3 separate regions of the Mus musculus genome follow, and regions 1 and 3 are each linked to region 2. A link is a contact called in public Hi-C data. All regions are on one chromosome and are shown on one strand. Each heading gives the region's core, a stretch centred on a gene start, on an enhancer-like site or on the middle of the called end of the contact. The rest is flanking DNA. Distances are from core to core; before and after follow the strand shown.

What was found. A called contact is a pair of places that touch in the nucleus more often than the background predicts.
Region 1: a Hi-C map of CD8 T cells shows a contact between it and region 2, with 2.0 times the contacts expected there. The contact joins the promoter of 3830408C21Rik here to the enhancer-like site in region 2. A contact is called at or near these places in 13 of 484 Hi-C or Micro-C datasets (CD4 T cells, CD8 T cells, CD8 central memory T cells and 6 more), 12 of 115 datasets of contacts at active chromatin or transcription factors (CD8 T cells, the SCID.adh cell line, bone marrow-derived dendritic cells and 7 more) and 2 of 9 other capture datasets (adipose tissue and pancreatic islet).
Region 3: a Hi-C map of CD8 central memory T cells shows a contact between it and region 2, with 3 times the contacts expected there. The contact joins two enhancer-like sites. A contact is called at or near these places in 3 of 15 datasets of contacts at CTCF or cohesin (CD8 T cells, the G1E-ER4 cell line and the NIH/3T3 cell line), 30 of 484 Hi-C or Micro-C datasets (the C10 cell line, CD4 T cells, CD4 single positive thymocytes and 17 more) and 8 of 115 datasets of contacts at active chromatin or transcription factors (the 230-238 cell line, the NIH/3T3 cell line, bone marrow-derived macrophages and 5 more).

What each region holds. Positions count from the first base shown.
Region 1 is chr13:107,021,153-107,025,797 of GRCm38.p6, reverse strand. 3830408C21Rik (RIKEN cDNA 3830408C21 gene) reads right to left here and starts at 3,228. Exons shown (of 4, transcript NR_015471.1): 1 at 1,816-3,228. Kif2a (kinesin family member 2A) reads left to right here and starts at 3,443. Exons shown (of 21, transcript NM_001374727.1): 1 at 3,443-3,786. The coding sequence starts at 3,723.
Region 2 is chr13:107,058,330-107,062,497 of GRCm38.p6, reverse strand. No RefSeq gene overlaps it. Among named protein-coding and RNA genes, the nearest start is that of Gm31452, 3.2 kb to the left of the region's middle. Within about 2 kb of position 2,822, at least 38 of the 459 cell types and tissues checked have an H3K27ac peak or open chromatin away from gene starts, as enhancers often do. A contact at or near this core is called in CD8 T cells, CD8 central memory T cells, bone marrow and 2 more, where this site is marked.
Region 3 is chr13:107,092,878-107,097,343 of GRCm38.p6, reverse strand. The region is part of intron 3 of Gm31452 (a long non-coding RNA gene); the gene reads right to left. Among named protein-coding and RNA genes, the nearest start is that of Gm41051, 27 kb to the left of the region's middle. Within about 2 kb of position 1,768, at least 137 of the 459 cell types and tissues checked have an H3K27ac peak or open chromatin away from gene starts, as enhancers often do. A contact at or near this core is called in CD8 T cells, CD8 central memory T cells, bone marrow and 2 more, where this site is marked.

The sequences.
Region 1 (4,645 bases), core at 1,979-4,478, 37 kb after region 2:
CTTGAGGGAGAGACCGAGAGCACAGGAGGAGGGGAGTGTGGTACAGGAACACAGTAGTTTGTGGAGAACAAGACAGAATTGAGAGGGAGAACAGAGCAGCACAAAAAGAGAATTGGAAAGAAGAGGGCAGTTTTCCTAGGACAGTTTTACAGAGACAGGTTGAAGAGAGAACAAGCTAGACACAGGTGAAGATAGAATGAGCCAGAGAATGAGAAGGAGCCAGAAGATTGCCAAAGATAGTTCAAGACCAAGCAGAGCAAAAAGCCAGACATGCAGAGAAGCCAGATTGAATCAGTGAGCTTGAGAGGAGTTTGAGACAAAACAGCCGGCCAGAGATCAGAAAGAAAAAGGAAGGGTGAGCTTAGTCGCTTAGTCGGCACAAAGTCTCAGGGGCTGAAAACACGCTAGGTCTAGATTAGATTGTAAGGAGGCTAGAAGCTCCTGGGACAAGGCACAGGTTAGCAGTCGGAAGCAGTAAGCCTCCGAGATGACAATTATTACAAGAGAGTAAAAGTTACTTTTATATTACTTTATGCGACCTATGTTCCATTGGCATTTCAGAACTTTAAACATGGAGGACAAATGACCATAATGCTATGGTTTGAATATGACACAGGCCCCATGGGGCTTTGGCACACACGGTCTTCATCCAGCTGGATGGTACTGTTTCGGTAGACTATGGAAACCTTTGGAACATGGGGCTTAGCTGGTAGATATTGACCAATGGACAAAACTTGAGGCTATATCTCAGCCCAGGGACCAGTCCCATTCTCTGCTCCCTGATCTTCCAACAGGTGAGGTACCTCTGTCACACACTCCCACTGACATGTCTTCCGCACCACAATGGACTGTATCCTTTGAATTCTGGGCAAAACTAAACTTCTCTCCCCTTAAGTTGGTTCTGTCCAGGATTATTCCATGCAATAAGAATTTGTGTGTGTGTGTGTGTGTGTGAGAGAGAGAGAGAGAGAAAGAGAGAGAGAGACAGACAGACAGACAGAGAAAGAGACAGAGACAGAGACAGAGACAGAGAGAGGAGGAGGTGATGAGGAAGGGTTGGAGAGAGGCCCAGTTGTGGGAAGCCACATGTGCCGTTGCAGAGTGGCACTGACTACTGCTGGCCACCACGCATAAGTTTGGACAAACAACCAATGTGTACATATGCAGTAAAGTTTTTTGCAAAGACACTGCCTGGCCCGGGCATGATAATGAGGTTCTGTAAGGTACTGAGAGTATAACCAATCAGATGTGAGACATGCAAATGAGGTATGATAATGAGGTTCTGTAAGGTACTGAGAGAGTAACCAATCAGATGTGAGACATGCAAATGAGGTATGATAATGAGGCTCTGTGAGGTACAGAGAGAGAGAGTAGCCAATCAGATAAGGAACATGCAAATGAGGCGTAGTGCATAACCAATCCGGGTGTGAGACACGCCTCTCCTAGGCCTATAAAAGCAGCACCAGTTCTGGGCTCGGGGTCTCTTCGCCTCTACAATCAAGCTCTCCCAATAAACTTGTGCAGAAGGATCCTGTTGCAGCGTCGTTCTTCCTGGCCAGTCGAGCGCGCGCAAGACCCAGCGATTAAGAGCATTAATCACTGGCTGCTCTTCTAGAGGTCCTGAGTTCAATTCCAGCAACCATGTGGTGACTCACAATCTCCTATAATGGGATCTACTATCCTCTTCTAGTGTGTCTGAAGACAGCTACAGTGTACTCATATAAATATTAACAAATAAATCTTTGAAAAAAAAGAAAAGTTCCTATGTATACATAGTTATAGATCAAACATGTCTATTTACAAAGTGATACTTACCACTTTGCAAGAATCCCTAGGCAGAAGAGTCATCTAGGCTGGAGTGGGTGGAGCAGGTTTTACAAAGACAGTAGGCTTTCAGGGCTAGCAGTTTAGCTCACTTGGTAGAACACTTGCTTGTTGGTGTTGTAGTTGCCTCTCTTTCTGGGATAAAGCACCATGACCAAGACAACCGACAAAACAAAAGTGTTTCACTGTGCTTATGGTTTCCTAGGTTTGAAGTCCATGATGGTGGAACAAAGGCATGCTGGCCTCAACACCTGAGCGCTCACCTCTTGATGCACAAGTAAGAGGTCTAGAAAGCTAACTCTAAATGGTGTCTTTTGAAACCTCAGCGCCTGATCCTAGTGAAACCCTTTCTCTAATAAGGGCACATTTCCTAATCCTTCCCAAACAGTTCCAACAATGGGGACAAAGTATTCAAGCACATGAACCATTCTCATCCACAATGCTCTCATCACGTACAAAGTCCTGGATTCTATCCCCAGTACCACATAAACTAGAAGTGATGGCTCACACCAGTAAGGCATTCAAGATTATCCTCACTACATAGCATGGTTAAGGCCAGCTTAGGTCAAATGACACCCTATCTAAAAAAAAAAAAAAAAAAAAGTAAATAACAAGTGAAAAATGTAGGGAGGTGAGAGGAAGATTTAAATAATCAGGGGGAAGGAGAAGAGATCATATTATCCTAGATCATGGGGGAAGATGAAGAAACCAAGATGCAGGAATGGGCAGGCAGGGAGTAACTGAGGAGAGTAGTAAGTCATTCTACAAAGAATTTACGACAAAGCTGGTGGAGGTTACACTTCAGTTTACACGCTTGTCTACCTGGCCCCCTCTGCTTGGCACTCTCCATGTTGCTGTAGTCAGCTCAGCCACATGACTGCAGAAGAGGCTCATTATTCAACGTTCTTCAAGTCTCTGCTCTGATTTTGAGTCATAGCTGCTGGAGTTAGAGACTAGGGCAAGTAAGCCTTGAGCTCTACTGAAGCAATAGGATAGCAGGACAGGCCCGCTGGTAGCCCAGGAGGGCTTCGCTTTGAATTGCAATGAGCTGGGAAGTAAAGGGCAAGGGGAGGTCTTCGTTCCTACTCAGGGTGGACGACACCCTTTCGACCCTCCATAATTGATGGGAAGCCTGAACCAGGCATGCCCCGGCCTTAATAAGGTTCCTCAAGGACCGGCTGCCCCGGAGTGGCATGCGATCTGACAGCCACAGAAATGCACTGAGCCAGTTCTTTAATCGGTCAGTGCCCCTCAGTCCCGCGCCCCGAAAGCCTCGATCCCACTCGGCCCTCAACCCGTTCCTGCGGCAGCGTGCACGCGGAGCGGGAGCTCTGGAAGGACGTCGCGAGTCGTTTCCCGCGCCTCGTAGGCCGCCGCGTGCGGAATCAAACCCGGCGCGGGTTCGTACCCGGCCGGGCCGCGCGCGCTCCCGTTCCCGTTCCCGTTCCCGCGGACGGCTCAGCCCCGCCCGCCGCCAGGCCGCAGCCGAGCTGGGCGGGGCCGCCTGCAGCCCGAGCGCGCGGGCGCACGGCAGGAAGCCGCGGGCCGCCGGGTGTGCGCAGGCGCGCGGCGCCCCGCCTCTCCAGCGTCCGTAGGGGCGGGCGGCGCGAGCCCTCCCACTCTTCCCCCGCGCCGCCTCACGGCTGCGGCCCTCGCTTCACCCGGACGCCCGGCGTGCGCGCCCGCCCGCCCGCCCGCCCGTCCGCCCGCCCGTCCGCCCGTCCGCCCGCAGGCCCGGGGCTTCAGCCCGCTCGTCCGCCGCCGCTCTCGCCGCGGCCCCGCTCGCGTCCACGCTGCCTCCCGGACCGGCGCGGACGCGGGCCACCGCTGCCCCTCCCGCCGCCACCCCGCCCCCTCCCCGCCTGTTTCGCCCGCCTGCCGCCGCTCCGGATGAGGTGATGGCAACGGCCAACTTCGGCAAGATCCAGATCGGGATTTACGTGGAGATCAAGCGCAGCGATGGTGAGCCGCGCCTCTGGCCGCGTCGGGCCGGCTGCCCCTTTGATTGCTCTACGGGTTGTGGGGGCGGGAAGGCGGCGGCCCGGCGCTTTTGTGTGCGGCGTTGTGCGGGTGAGGCGGGCGTGGGGTCCGCCCGGGCGCCGCTGCAGTGCGGGGCCCCGGCCGCAGGGCGGGAGCCGCTCCCGGGTTCGCGGTCCTCTCCCCCCAGGGGACTCCGTTAGGGTTGCCCGTGCCTCGCGCTGCCTCTACTCTGCCTTTTACCGGTCTCTGCCTCGGTGGCGTGGAAAGGGTGGTAGCGTGAAGATCGGGGATGTCGGCACCGAGAGACCCGACTGGCAGCCAGAGGCCATTGGGGAGCCATCCGGTTGTTGTTAAGTGCTATCCGGTTGTCAGGCCTCTTTGCCTGTTCTCCCCCAAGCATGCTGCTTTCTTCTGCTGATCCAAGTGCAGAGAAGGCTGCACTCGGCCATGAAAAGGGGTGGGGGAGTAACGGGAAAGAAATACTCGGTACGCTTCACCAAGGTGATGCTACTGAAAGGGAAGGAGAGGATGGAGAGAGGATGGACGCAGTCCACGGGAGACACTCCTGAGAGGGTGGGCGACCGGATGTTGATATTTTCACACCCTGGGGAGGTAACTGAGAGAAGTGTAAGGCGAGGGGAAGAGACATGTTTAATTCATTTAAAAAAAAAGACCCATAGGCTGCTTATGGATGTTGCTGTAGGTTCCTCGTAGGGGGGAAATATTTTTATCACTTCTAAGTGTAAAGTGAAAATCATCCATATTGTAAATGAAATAACTGAGTAGAAGGGGATGAATGAAATGCTAGTGTTAGGAATTGATTCTTGACTGCATCTCACTT
Region 2 (4,168 bases), core at 1,573-4,072:
GCCTCTCTTCCCAAAGATGGCCGACTAGACCATCTTCTGCTACATATGCAGCTAGAGAAACGAGCTCTGGGGGTACTGATTAGTTCATATTGTTGTTCCTCCTATAGGATTGCAGAACCCTTTTAGCTCCTTGGGTACTTTCTCTAGCTCCTCCATTGGGGGCCCTGCATTCCATCCAATAGATGACTATGAGCATTCACTTCTGTATTTGCCAGGCACTGGCATAGCCTCACCAGAGACAGCTATATCAGGGTCCTTTCAGCAAAATCTTGCTGGCATATGCAATAGTGTCTGTGTTTGGTGGCTGATTATGGGATGGATACGCTAGTCTTTCATATGTTTATTAGGATTCTATTTGTTTTGTTTTGTTTTGATTTGAGACAGATTTTCTCTACCTCTACAGAACTAGCTCTGTAGACCAGGTTGGTCTTGAACTCAGAGATCCACCTGCCTCTGCCTCCCCAGCACCAGGATTAAAGGCGTGTGCCACCACTTCTGCCTCTAAACACTGTTCTTCACACAGAAGAGTAAATGATACTAAGCAAGAGCTTGCCAACTTGCATATTCAACCACAGTACTATGTTTTGGTTTGGTTTGCCTGAAGAACAAAGGGGGTTGATTAATGGTTGACACTCAAATCTGTCTCCCTGTCTGCTAACCTGACAATATTCAAGAAACTTAAGGTGTTGAGGTGAAAGGAAATAGAACTGATAGCTTTTGATCAAGAGTCGGAACAGTCAACCCCGGATACAAGGAGCCAGGTAGAAATCATAACTACCTTGTGTATTTATCTTGTCAGGGTTCTCTCAATGAACAGAACCAATAGAATTAATAAATACTAAAGAAGGGTTTATCGTATTGGCTTACATGATACAATTGGGTAGTTCAATAGTGGCTTTCTTCACACTGGAATAGCTGAGCACAAGTAGCTGCTTGGTCCATGAGACTGGATGCCAAGGCCTGAAGGATTTCTGGAGAGCCACTGGTCTCCAGTCCACATTGGAAGACCAAAGAAGTAGAGTTCTGACTTCAACAGCAGAGGCGGCTGCCGCACTGACAGAAACAGAATAGACGACCTTGGGAACATCTCACCAGGGAGATGCCAAGACAGGCAGGCAAAAAGCTTTTCCCTCCTCCGCACATCTTTATATGTGGGACCATGTAGAAGATGCTGCCCAAATTCAGTGGGTCTTCCCACTTGAGTTAAGGTAATTGTAGGAATGCCCACAAGTTAATCTAATTGAGATAATTCCTCACAGTCGTCTCCAGAGTCTTGCCTCTTCGATGATTCTAGATCCTACCAAGTCAATGGTATTAATTATAATACTTTATAACTCAGGAAATTCTGATCCTTCCATTTTCTTTCTGGCTGGTATTAGAGACTTCCCGAGGCTCTTTTGAGGTTTTTTCTTTCTGTTCTCAGGAGCTTCTTCGGGAGATGGGGTGTTTCCGTCTCAGAGGAAACTGCTCTACAACACTTCAAGCAGGGAAGCCTGGTGGCTGGACACAGACATCGTCCTGCAATCCGCTCAACATCTTCCACACACTCCTGAGATGCCCCAAGAACTGCGTGGTTACTTGCTCCTGTTTATCTGGATTTCGTGTTCTGTCTTTTGTACTATTGACTCTGTACTGTCCTTGCTCCTGCTGCCGGCATAGAAAACTACATTCCAGGCCTCAGTTGGAGCCATGATGAGGATTTCAGGACCCTACGTGGCTCATTCACCTCAAATTCTGCTTGGATTAATGTTGCTCAAACTCCCCACCAGTCCTCCCTCTGATCCTCCTCTCTATATAGCTTTCATCACATTGGATTTTTCTTTCCATGGTATGTGATGTCACTAGACCACCCTAGCCATTTCTAAAACAGGTATTTCTCACCAGCCAGCCCTCATAACTCTGACTCTATACCTAACTATTAATTTTTAATAAATCATTCTATTTTGAACCATATGTTAGAATTTTTAGGTTGCCGTTAAAAGTATGTATGAATATACACACAGAGATAGGCTACATAATCTTTAAACATAGGAGGGGAGGTGACTTGAACCCTCCTTAGTTACGGTATAAATCGTACATCCGTGACTATCTCCAAGTTCCCAAAACTTTCAGAAATGTTTTGCCTTGTGCTGCAGTAGTTCTCTGGCTCAGTTCCACTTCAGTCTCGCTAAAACAGAAAGGATAAGGCAGGCACCGATCACATCTCCTGCCAGCCTAGGGCTCAGCTGCAGATAATGGTTCAGAGCCTTCTGGAAGCTCAGGTGCCAAGTGGTGAGCTGAGGTTCCATTTGCTTTTGCAACAGCGGACTCAGATTCCATTATCTTCCCTTCCCACTCAGGAGCAGGGTTCAGTTACTCGTTAATTTTGAGTGGGTTTCCTAAGAGATGCAGGAAAAGATTTCCTGCAGATGTGAGCTGACAGCCTGGAAGCACTAACAAGGGACGTCATAAAATCCCTTCCTTGGGAGTCTTTATGAAAAGCGAAGCCACATGAGTCTTGTTGAAACGTCACGGAAGTACATAGGAAACGTGGAAGGGGTGAGATGTCATATAATTCAATTATTTTATAGCAACAGATGGACTATTAATTTAAAATAAGAAGCAACATCCAATTAACAGCAGAGTTGGTGATTCCCAAATTCCACAGGTCTTTGAACTGGGAATTGATGGAAACTTCACCTCACTTTCTTGCTCAGCCAAAGTTTTGGTCTCTGTGTTACACAAGCAACATGCTGCAATTGCTACTCAATATCAGAAGAGGCTGCCTGCCTTCTCCTGTGTGGTTCTGCTGCTTGGAATCACGTGGAGGCTTTCTGATGTGGGTAGGCTGTGGGATGTGGGTTTTTTATTGCTCAAGTTCGCCTCTGCTCACTCCCTCCCTGTATTTCTTATGCTGAAAGAGGATGAGCAATGAATACCTGTTGCCCAAGTCTCTCAGTAGACAAAAACAGAGTTCTGCTTTGGCACCAACGCAATCAGGTTCCACACTTGGCTGTAGTGATTTCATACTTCAACCATCTTGTCAACCAGAAGGCATAGCAACAGTCCACATCCTAAGCTGTGAGTTCAGATCCCTTTTCATTTGTCGGCTCATATAAATGCAGTTTCATTTATGGGTTGTTAATGGCAATCCCTCATTACATGAGCAAATGCCTGTGGAGAACACACACCATGCTCTTCTTAGGAAGTTTATTTAAAGTCACTAGGTTAATAGGGTGTCTTACTTAGGGTTTCCATTGCTGTGAAGAGATACCATGACCAAGGCAACTCTTATAAAGGACAACATTTAATCGAGGCTGGCTTATAGGCTCAGGGGTTCAGTCCATTATCATCAAGGCAGGAACATGGCACTGTCCAGGCAGGCACAGTGCTGGAGGAGCTGTGGGTGCTACATCTTGTTCTGAAGCAGACAGGAGAAGACTGGCTTCTGGGCAGCTAGGATGAGGGTCTCAAAGCCCACCCCCACAGTGACACACTTCCTCCAACAAGGCCTAACAGTACCACTTCCTATGGGCGAAGCACATTTAACCAGCCACATAGGACGTGGTTAATCAAACAGCTCAAGTTTTTCACTTGGCAACTGCTAAGACAAACCAAGCCTCCAGAGCCATATTCCACAGTCATCTTCCTTCACTGGTTCCTTAACCAGACCTCTTCCCAGTGATGCAACAGGTATATTGTCACTTACTACAGACTCGAGGGTTTTGTTTTATAGTTCATAGTCATGTAATATTCATTTATTAAGTGCCGCGTCTGCTCTCGACCAGCAAGAACGACACGACCACCAGTCCTTCTAACAGCAGTTTATTCAGCAAACTTCAGTCTTCATCTCTCTTCTTTCTCTTCATCTATATCTCCCTCTAACCCCGGGCCTCTCACTCTTATATACTCTCAGTTCCCATCCACTCACAACAGGCCATGTCACCACACCAGGCACGCAGCTTCAGCCAATCAGGTTGGCAGGGGCATGTCTCCACCAAATATGGACTTGTTTACACCGCCAGCATCATGGTACACCTGCGCAGTTCTCAAGATGGTCTTGGCTATTTTCAGGTGTATGAGGAAGTCAGGTACAAGTCATAAGACTTAGCTGCAGTCCCGGGCGCCATCTTGGGACTGCTGCCACACCCACTCCTCACAATTAAGCACTGGATTTAAACTAACAATG
Region 3 (4,466 bases), core at 519-3,018, 36 kb before region 2:
TTAAGCATGTGGGGTTAAAAAAAAAAAAAGAACCAGCTACTAATATATTCTTAAAGCTGACTCTCCCATACCACCTGTCACCCTATTTATTCTCAACACCCCAGGAGTGCGACGTTGCTTCAGGCAAGGCTGGTTGTGTGACCAAAATGTCAGCAACTGGGAATCCCATAAATAGCAGCAGAGAGGACAAATAGGATGACTCAGTGAAGCCCTTTGAGTCAGGCAGGGACTTAATTACAGGGCACCAAACCCATCATCTCTGACATCATCCCTGGACCTCACCTGGCCCACATCATGCATCTCGCTTCCTTTGAAGATGCGCAGTCATCCTCCTAGCTGCCATCAGAAGGTGCCGTGCCAGGACCAGAGGGTTCCTATAAGCTAATCATTGGTGTCCTTGACAATCGGTTCCTTTCTGAGACTGGCCGGATGCTCACAGTGTTAGCTAGCATCTACCTAGCTCGGGGCGCTTTCTTCTGTGGGACAGACAAGACAGCACTTTGGCTCCCTGCCTCCATCTCCACTATCACAAAGTCAGGGAAACTTGTCTAGCTATAGGCCTGTCATAAGGATCAAAGTCAAGTTGGCCAATTTCATGATATCATGGCAACGGAAAACTACAGCCATGGAAGGAGGATCAGTGGATCCCAGTTCAGAGATGGATAAATAGGTGAAGTACCGAGTATGTGGGGCAAGGAAAACATTCCAGATGATACTACAATGGTGGACGCTGATATGCACATCTGTCAAGACCCATACAGAGGAGCAAACATTAATGCAGACTATGGATTTCAAGCACATGTTAATTAAACATAATAATCTGTTTCATTACAATAGTTTCACATACATATATAATTTATTTTAATCATATTTTCCCACTATTACCCTGTTTTTCCCACTCCATGTGTCTACACCCCCTTCCCAATTACGGGCAATGGGTTTTTATCTAAAACGTATCAACCTAGGCTCATGGATTATAACAAGTCTCCCACACTTACAGGAGACGGTAATGGAGGAACTGGGAAGAGAGGGCAGGTGTGAGGGAAGCTCTGTGTACTTTATATAAACTGAACAGTGCTCTAGAGTACAAAAGCTTTGTGGGGAAGCCAAGTTTTGGATAAGATGCATGAAAGTGCTTTTTAAGACCAGCACCCAAATGATCTTAAAGACCTCGATTCTGACTTATCGTTCAGAAGGTTGCTAAGCTCTTTGCTGCATGACAAAGAGCCCCAAGGGACGCCCTGATGGCTTGTCATTGTAACTTACGGTCCATTGAAGATTCTGCCTTTTTTAAACTGCCCAATTGGGGAAGATGGGTCCATTCATAAAGTGTATGCTTCTGAACCATGAAGTTAAGTAGAGGCAGGCATGTTGGAACAAGGCTGTAACTCTAGCACAGGGGAGGTGGGTGTTGGTCCCCAGGGCTTGCCAATCAACCTGTGAGTGTTGAGTTCACTGAGAAATTCTATCTCCAAAGCCAAGGTGGGGAAGACGCAGGACATTGACCTCTGTGTACCCACAGGTACACACACACACACACACACACACACAGGTACACACCCAGGTAGACATGCACACAGGGAGAAACACAGGTACATACACACAGGTAGACACACACATACAGGGAAGGAGAGAGAGAGAGAGAGAGAGAGAGAGAGAGAGAGAGAGAGAGAGAAACTGCCCAGAAATGTTATCCTACAATAACCTTAAACATTGTGGTTTTTCACTTCCATCTCTGACTCACACCCTGCCCTGTATTTTAGCACCTGTATTTGATTACAGTCACATTTTTCAGCACTGACAAAGCCACGAGAAGATGTAGGTCAGGATTAGTGTCAGTTAGGTTGGAAGGAAACTTTTTTCGTTTTAAACTGGAGAATGTCTGCAACTGGCAGGGCTTTGTACAGTGTCTTGCTGGAGGGCTGTGTCAGCTATGAGCCCCACCCCCAACCCTGTGAGACTCACAAGTTACAGAGCCAGAAAGGGGAGGAGTGGGGTCATAATTAGCCACAGGAACATAGTAATGGCAGAACCGGAGTTCACACTCAGAGCAAAAGTTGCTAGAAGCTGTCCTCAGGTCTTGCCATGTAGACTAGGCAGCTGAGTTCAGCCAGTTTATTCTTGGATAATGGTGGTCAGTTGCATTCCTTCCTGGGTAATACATGTATTTTTGACAAGAGCCTTCAAAGCATTCGACAAAGATTTCCAGTGTTCCTGAAGTGCAACTGTTGGCGCGCTGTACTCGCAGCTATTAATAGACTTACTATGACCAAAAGAAATGCAGTCTGTGGTCAAATACCTAGGAAATGCCGCACACGACAGACCGCTTTGTGAACAATTAAAATGGACACTCGGTCTTAAAGGCTCTATGCAGCTGCCACTAAGAAAACCACTTAGCTTCATTTAACTCCACCATTGTCCCAATTTATTTGAGTATGGAGCGATTTGCAGAATAGTATACTTAATAACCTTTCTTTGAATTCTTGAACGGGAAGTTTTGACTTCACTAGAGGAAAGAACTGGTTGGGGAGTCACCACGGCATGGTTCTCGGAGGTTCTCATAAGGAAATGATCTCACGCCAGCCTTTCTGGTTCACTGGAGAGTGTCACGTATCTCACAGCAGCGCTCCCAGTTCAGCATCGCTGAGTACCCCATGCGCTTCACACCAGGACAGGGAACACATTTGCCCACATCCTGTGCTCGCAACTGTTCCACAGGATGCACACTAGATCCTGTTATCACTGTGTACAGCTTAAAAGGACTCCCAGCTAGAACCATACACAGTACGCGGTGAAAAACAAAGAGAAGCAGGTGTTAGAAAGAGCAGAATGGAGAATAGGATCTGATTTGTTTTGTTTTGTTTTGTTTTGTTTTGTTTGTCCAAAACAGGATTTCTCTGTGTAATGGTCCTAACTGTCCTGAAACTCACTTTGTAGACCAGGCTGACCTTGAACTCACAGAGATGGGCCTGCCTCTGCCTCATCCAAGTGCTAGGATCAAAGGCATGTGCCACCTCATCTGGTGAAAACAGGATCTGATACAAGGAAACAGAAAAACAAAGCAGAGTTGGCATGTCTTGCCTCCTTCTCACTGACGCTTTGTAGACTTCTATGCATTTAGACACTAAGTCTCTAATGAATGATCCTGGAAAGTCAGAGCACTTTGAATACTAATAAGATGAACAGTGTGTGCAAAGAAGAAAGTTCTCTGCAATACACAGACTGAAAGAAGTTACTGTTGGAAGTTTGCTCTCGTGTAATCATTGAGGACACTTTTCAAAACCACTCCCCATTTCAGGGTACAGAATGTCTGATCCCACCACCACCACCACCACCCAAAGTCTAGCTAAGGAATTCGGACAATGGGTTTGACATAGAGGATGAGAGCAAGTTCTGTCTGCACACATGCAAGTCCTGCCTGTGCACATGCAAGACTCTACCCAGAACAGCCCCACAGCTGTCCACCCTTGGTCCTGGCAAGGGGAGGGAACATTACCAAGAGGGAGCCTGCTATGAGCAGAATGAGGCTGGGCTGCCACTCCCTTGGAGTCTAAAGGAGGGAGCATTTCTGAGGCACCCAGAGGCCAAACCCCAACTGATAATAGAAGGGAAGGAACCAAAGAGTTTCCCATTTCAGTGGCAAGCCATATCGGAACATTGTTCTTTGAGGCTTTTATCTCTCTGGAAATCCCTGGTTTCAAGCGGACTTTCTTGTGCAGAGTAATACCCAGTAAAATTGGATGTGAGAGGCTGGGGAGATGGCTCAGTGGTTGAAAGCATTTGCTCTGGCAGAAGACCCAGATTTAGTTCCCAGCATCCACAGAGTGGCTCACAGCTATCTGTAATTCCAGTACCTAGGGAGCCTTTTTCTGACTTCCACAGGTACCAGCCATGCACATGGTATACATATATATACATTAAGGGAAAAAATATATGTATAACAAAGATATGAAGATATATTTGTTTTTGAGAATATCATCTGAATACAGAGGATATTTTGTGAGATCTCAAGCATAAATTCCACGAGGAAGTGACACATATCAAAACTATGGGTGCCTCATAGGACACCATAAACAAGGATCTCTCGTCCAAGGACAGACCAGGACAAGACTGTCCCGTGCAGTGGTTAGGAGCATGAACACCACGTGGGACAGACTTGTTATAGAATCTCAGCTTGCCATTTAATATCCGTGCATGCTGTTAAGTGTTAACGGACCACACGGCACCTTAGCTTGCTTCCCTGGAAAAGAGACCGAGAATCTTTCCCTCACATAGGGAGTCAATGTAATGACCTACAGATATGGAGAACATAATGCCCGACATACGCTAAGTACTCCACATACTGCTGCACTTGGAAGAGTCAGATTTCTCTCCAAGACTGGCGAAGGGGTAAGAGGCGAACAGACAAGCAGATGGAAGAGATGGGGAAAGAGGCTGTGTTCAGATGCTCTGTGAGTTGATAGAAA